Regions from separate parts of the Oryctolagus cuniculus genome. Here region 1 is linked to region 2. The links are chromatin contacts, called in public Hi-C maps. All regions are on one chromosome and are shown on one strand. The core of a region is the stretch at or near the end of the contact, and the rest is flanking DNA. Distances in the headings are between cores, read along the strand shown.

What was found. Hi-C and Micro-C count contacts between places; a contact is called where the count stands out from the background.
Region 1: a contact with region 2 is called in a Hi-C map of an unstated tissue, with 1.8 times the contacts expected there. The contact joins the promoter of GDA here to the enhancer-like site in region 2. A contact is called at or near these places in 2 of 6 Hi-C or Micro-C datasets (ear pinna and an unstated tissue).

Annotation. Positions count from the first base shown.
Region 1 is chr1:158,081,206-158,084,019 of mOryCun1.1, reverse strand. It overlaps GDA (guanine deaminase), which reads left to right and starts at 1,343. Exons shown (of 14, transcript XM_002708206.5): 1 at 1,343-1,623. The coding sequence starts at 1,501.
Region 2 is chr1:157,972,414-157,975,113 of mOryCun1.1, reverse strand. No RefSeq gene overlaps it. Among named protein-coding and RNA genes, the nearest start is that of ZFAND5, 100 kb to the right of the region's middle. Within about 2 kb of position 1,358, at least 2 of the 8 cell types and tissues checked have an H3K27ac peak or open chromatin away from gene starts, as enhancers often do. A contact at or near this core is called in ear pinna, where this site is marked.

The sequences.
Region 1 (2,814 bases), core at 94-2,593, 110 kb before region 2:
AGGGAATCCTAATTCAAAGTCCTTGGGGGAATAACCAACCACCTCCTTGAGCCTGGAGCTTTGGATTTCTTGGATAGCCAGACTTCCAGAAAATTCCACAGGAAGCAGTATGAGTTGGTCACCGGAGACTTTGGGATTGGACAGGTGAAGGAACCAAGAAGGGAATGAATTACTTACATAAGCCAGCTGTGTGTCATAAAAGCAACAGTTCAGAGACCGTCTGCTCACGCACTGCAATGAGACCCTCACCCTTTATGGAGGAGTCATAGTAGGTATATATCTCAGGTTATTGCTTTGCTTACAGAAAAACAAGTCATTCATTTATTTAACAAATATGTATGGAACATCAAGCACTGTTCTAGGCATAAAACATGCTCCATTCTCTTACAATTCTTTTGTTACTGGTGAGTGTGTGTGTTTGGGGGGAAAGGAAGCAGGAATAAATGAATAAAGGCAAAATGAGTAAGGATGAATAGGATACAGTGGCAGAAGCGAAACAGGTTAATGGAATAAAAATGTAATTTTGTGGTCTCAGGGGTTACTCCAAAGAGCTGGCTTTGAGGTGACCAAGTGATGGGAAGAGAGCGATGTCGAGCCACAGGAAACATCAGGGAATCTGTTGGTTTTCCTGCAGGAACTTAGTAAGGGAGCCAGGAGCAGTTTTTGTAGAGGGGAATCTGAGCTAGAAGTAGCAACCCAGTCTCAGCTCCATTTCCACAAAGGAGATCAATGAAGATGCCAAGACCCACCTGCCTTGTCCCTAGTCTCAACTGAATCCAGGCCTCCACACCCAGCGATCATTCCCAGCGATCTAAGAATTTAATTTTTCTCTCCTTGAACACCTGGAAGCAAATCAAAGAGAGTCATTTATTTTAAGCATGAGAAAAACTAACATTGAAATTGTTTGTGGACAGGCACAAAACACTGGCTTTAAGGTAAAAAGAACAGCTTTGGGGTCCAAATGAATCCCCAGTTCATTTCCATTAAGGTTGGGAAAGCTACTCTCCCAGAACCTCAGGTGGGGACGGAGACATATTCCGCAGCCCCCAAGAGCTGAAAACGAAACTGGTCAGCCCCAGCTGACTTTCCTGGATGCCGCAGGTGGAAGAAATAAGTGACCCTTAAGAGTTTAGGGGGCAGAAAAGGCGGGCAGACGCAACTCTACAGGTGCCAATTAAAGAAAGGTAGACGAGGTTGATTTTGATAACTCAAAGAGTTAACACATCACAAACTAACGCAGAGGTGGGGAGAAAACCACACCCCACAGGAGCGAGGAGCCAACTCGCTGGAGAAAAATCCTATTGGCATTGAGGCGGCAGGGAGCCAGCCCCTGGGCGCGGCCTGCAGGGGGCAGGCGATCGCCGGGGGAAGCGGGGGCAGTACGAGGCCGGAGTGCGCGCCGGCTCCGCAGCCACCCGCAGCCGCAGGGAACCCCGGCCGCGCCTCTGCCCGGTGCGCCCTGCTTGGCCCGCGGACCCCGCGCTGCGTTGCGCTGCCGACATGTGTGCCGCCCGGATGCCGCCGCTGGCGCACATCTTCCGAGGGACTTTCGTCCACTCCACCTGGACCTGCCCCATGGAGGTGCTGCGGGACCACCTCCTCGGCGTGAGTGACAGCGGCAAAGTAAGTGGGCACGGGGTCTTGTGTCCCCGGACGCGCGGGCAGAAAGGTGGACGGAACCTGGCGCTTTGCAGAGCGAGCGCCGTGGCCCCGGAGTTGAACTTGAATGTTTGGCTGTTGGAGAATGCAGAGAACCCTGGCTGGCGCCAGGCTCCTGGGCTGATGGGCGTATGGTGCTCCCAGAGCCGGCAGCAGCGAGGGTATCCACACCACTCCTGGTCTGACAGCCCCCCTACCCCAAATTTTGAGAGAGATTCCTAACAAACCAGAACGTGGCTTCATTCATCTTGGTGTCTCTGGCGCCTGGCAGTGCCTGGCACAGGATAGCGCTCCATAAATTTGGTTGAATTTATTGTGAAAGAACTAAAAAGGGAGTATTTGAACCATGCTGTTTAGTCCATTCCACACACAGAATAAACAATTGCTTTCATTTATCTGATCATTCAACAGAGATAATGTACTAATGATTCAGGCTAGACAACTTGTAATATTAGAAAGGATGGTCCCGAGAAATTCTCTGTCTCTATTTCTTTCTCTCTCTCTCTCTCTCTCTCTCTCTCACACACACACACACACACACACACACACACGTTTGCATCAAAACGAACAGTTCCATTTTAAGGTTCAAAATGTCTTCTATGAGTGTGTCCTCTACACTTTTCTTCTCACCAGGTTTTCTACAAACCATACAGATGACTATGACTAGTGTGCACTGCTTCATACACACGGATGGTGACTGTATTGGCAATAGTCTGGGCAGTTTGATAGTAAAGCCATTTGATTTCTAAAAGAAAAAAAATGAATAAAATAAATACGGCAATGGGGTATTTTTGAGCTATTTCCCACTGCCATGTGGTTAGCAAAAGCCCTGTATTTGTAACTTCTCTAGTGAAAGGTAACTATCCTTAATGAAAGCTGCTATCCAATCAGTCGCAGTTTTATAACACATTTCTTATATTTAGGGGTAACTAAGCTCTGGTTTCCTATGGTGCTTAAAAAATACTCTTTGTGCATATTCAAGGAGCCTGTTTTCATGTTTCCAAGGTGATTAAAAACTCTCAGAGATCACCTGAATGTAGACTCCAGTAAAACCCCAAGACTGATGAACAATCTCATGGGGATTTGGCCCACAAGTTTCAGGAAGCAAAGCTACAGGAGCTGCAGTTGGTGGACTAACTGTGGTGTCAGTGCAGC
Region 2 (2,700 bases), core at 109-2,608:
TTTGACCTCTCCCTTATACCAAGTAGAAACACTTTTAGATTTGATTATAGATACACTATACCTAAAGATGGAACAATTTTTTGTCTTTTTTTTAACAAAACAAAAGAGCTTATTTTGTGGGATATTGAGTAACTTGGTAAGCCCCATTTTCAGTCTTGGTATGAATTTCCAGTGTTTCTATTTCGTGATCCATGCCAAAGATGACCTGCCAAATTTTTTCCCATTTCTCTCCAGTGCTGGCAAATGTCTTCTATTCTCTCTCAGCTCCTGCGAAAGGAATTCAGTTAAATGGTGTCTAACCCCAATGAGTAGGCTTGGAATTTATATGAGATGCGTAAGACCCATTAATAGGCAGTAGATGCTTTTAACCTTTGAAAGATCCCACAATTTTACCTTCCTTAAGGATGTATATTTTAATGTTGAACATCAATTTTCATTTAGATTTAGGATTTACATGCAGTAAATATAAATAAGTGTAGCCATCAGAACCAAGAAGAATGGCCATGTATAACCATTCAGGCATACATTAAATTTAGCCCTGATAGTATGTTAAGACATGAATATGTTTTCTAGTGAAAATAGAACGTGTTGAAATGTTTACGTGTACTTGATCTCTCTGCATCCTTTATAACTTATGTGTTTTATTTCTTTGAGTGCAGTGTTCCTAATGTTACATATGCTTTTTCCAGTGCTACAGGCATTAGTCACACATGGGGCCAGATGTTCTGCACTTTGAAATGTTGCCTTTGCCTAATGTAGGTTGACGTTCTAACTTGTGGAGAGGCACCATGCCAAGCCAATCCTATCTGTCGCTGTGTGTCTGAACACTTTGCTCTCTGACAGGAACAAGGAGATTAAAACTTCCCATCAGATTCCGCTCCAAACCCTGCACCAGTTGCCTCATGTTCCATAATATTTTCACCAGAAAACACTTTAAAATGTAAAAAATGTAGTCTCAAGAATCAAATAATATAAATATGCAGACTGATTATCTAAGGTGAATTTCTTTTCTGTAAGAGAGGGACACATGAGAAATGAAAGATTAGGATGGACAAGGCTGTTGTGACCCTCATGAACTGAGGCCAAGGAGTCTCTGCTCCTTTGTTTATCCTCCCAGCTTCCCTAATTGAATTGCCAAAAGTTTTAGATTCCAAGAGATTGTCTTGGAAGAAGCCCCCTTCTCACCAGGAGGAAGTCCTTGTAAGTCAGTGCCCTGAGCTTTGAATCACCTGGAATCTCTCTTTTACTTCAGGGAGAATTCTGAAGTTTAAAGAAGAAGGGTAGGAAATATGCCTCTTCATGCTTAGCTGATTTTGAGGGTGCTCTTGAATACCCTACTTGGCAACTGCACTTGACATCATAGAGAGGAAACACAATTGGTGTGAGATGTAGCAGTGTATTTTGAATCTTCACTCCCTACCAGACTCTTCCTATTTTTAATCTTTTCACCTCAAAACTAGGCATATGGGAAGATTTAAAGACAAGCTAGAAGGCACAGTGTATAAATTCTGCCCTGTGCTATGTGTGGAAGGTGTCCAGAATTGAATGCTTCTGGAACCTACTGGATATCTTTCCATTGTTGTCCTTTTTTTTTTTTTTTTTTAGTTGATAATGCTTCTGGACCTTCACACATTTAAAAAGTATTATTCTGAGTTATTATAGGGTGGGCTGAGAGTGCGTCATGGGCAATGCCTTGACATTACTTTTTAGTTCTGTGCATTGGTAAGAGTTTTTAAGGTTTTTGTTTTTCAGAAGGCATAAAGGACACTTTTGCTATTTTAGATCTCTTAGGTATGACTTTGGACCATCACATCTTAAAATGTCTCTAAGTACATTAAAGAAGTATGCAAATAAATGACATTAAAAAATGTTGAATGGCATGAGAGGCAGCACTTGTGAAAGGCCACTATTAGAAAGCCTAGCATTGTTCTCCATGCAGGGTCCCTTTCCCTCCCATAGCCCTTAGCGTGCAAGGTGGGGAGTTGAAGGGATGGTTTCTAGTGAAATGCTAAACTCAAACAGGCCAATGATGAAATTCAGTATAAATTCGAGAGGACTTTCATAGCCCAAGAGATTTGCATGGCTTGAGTATCAAATGTTATTCTTAGCTCATCTGTTATGTGCCTCTAATTTATTTGCCATTTCCTACCCCAAAGCCTGTCAGAAAGCATTCTTTAGAGAAAACTGCCTTGCATTATTGTTAAACTCCTGATTGCTGCTCCTAAGAATATATATGTTGTGTTCATGGGGACGTTTTTTCCAATATTGATCTGATTTGCTTATTGTTATTGTGTTGAGTGAGCTTCTTTGTGCTTCAGACAAAAATAAATGAGATTTTGTGTTTATGTTATTTTTCTGTGTGAGCTCTCTGTTCAGTTTTGTTGTGAGTTCTATCAGTCTGATAGAAAGGAATTACAACACTTTTCTTCTTTTGGCATGAATTTTTGAAAAACAGAAAAGAATATTTATCTGTGGGTCAACATGTAACAACATATATAGTGACTATGATAGTCACTATGGTATATGTAGTTTTTTAAAAAAAAAAAAAACTAAGGTATAATGTTCATAGCTTTAGAATCAGTTTGCTGGGCCTGGTGTTGTGGCATAATGAGTTAAGCTGCCACCTCCGCCACTGGCATCTCATATAAATGCTGGTTCTAGTCCCAGCTACTCTACTTCCAACCAAGCTTCCTAATAATG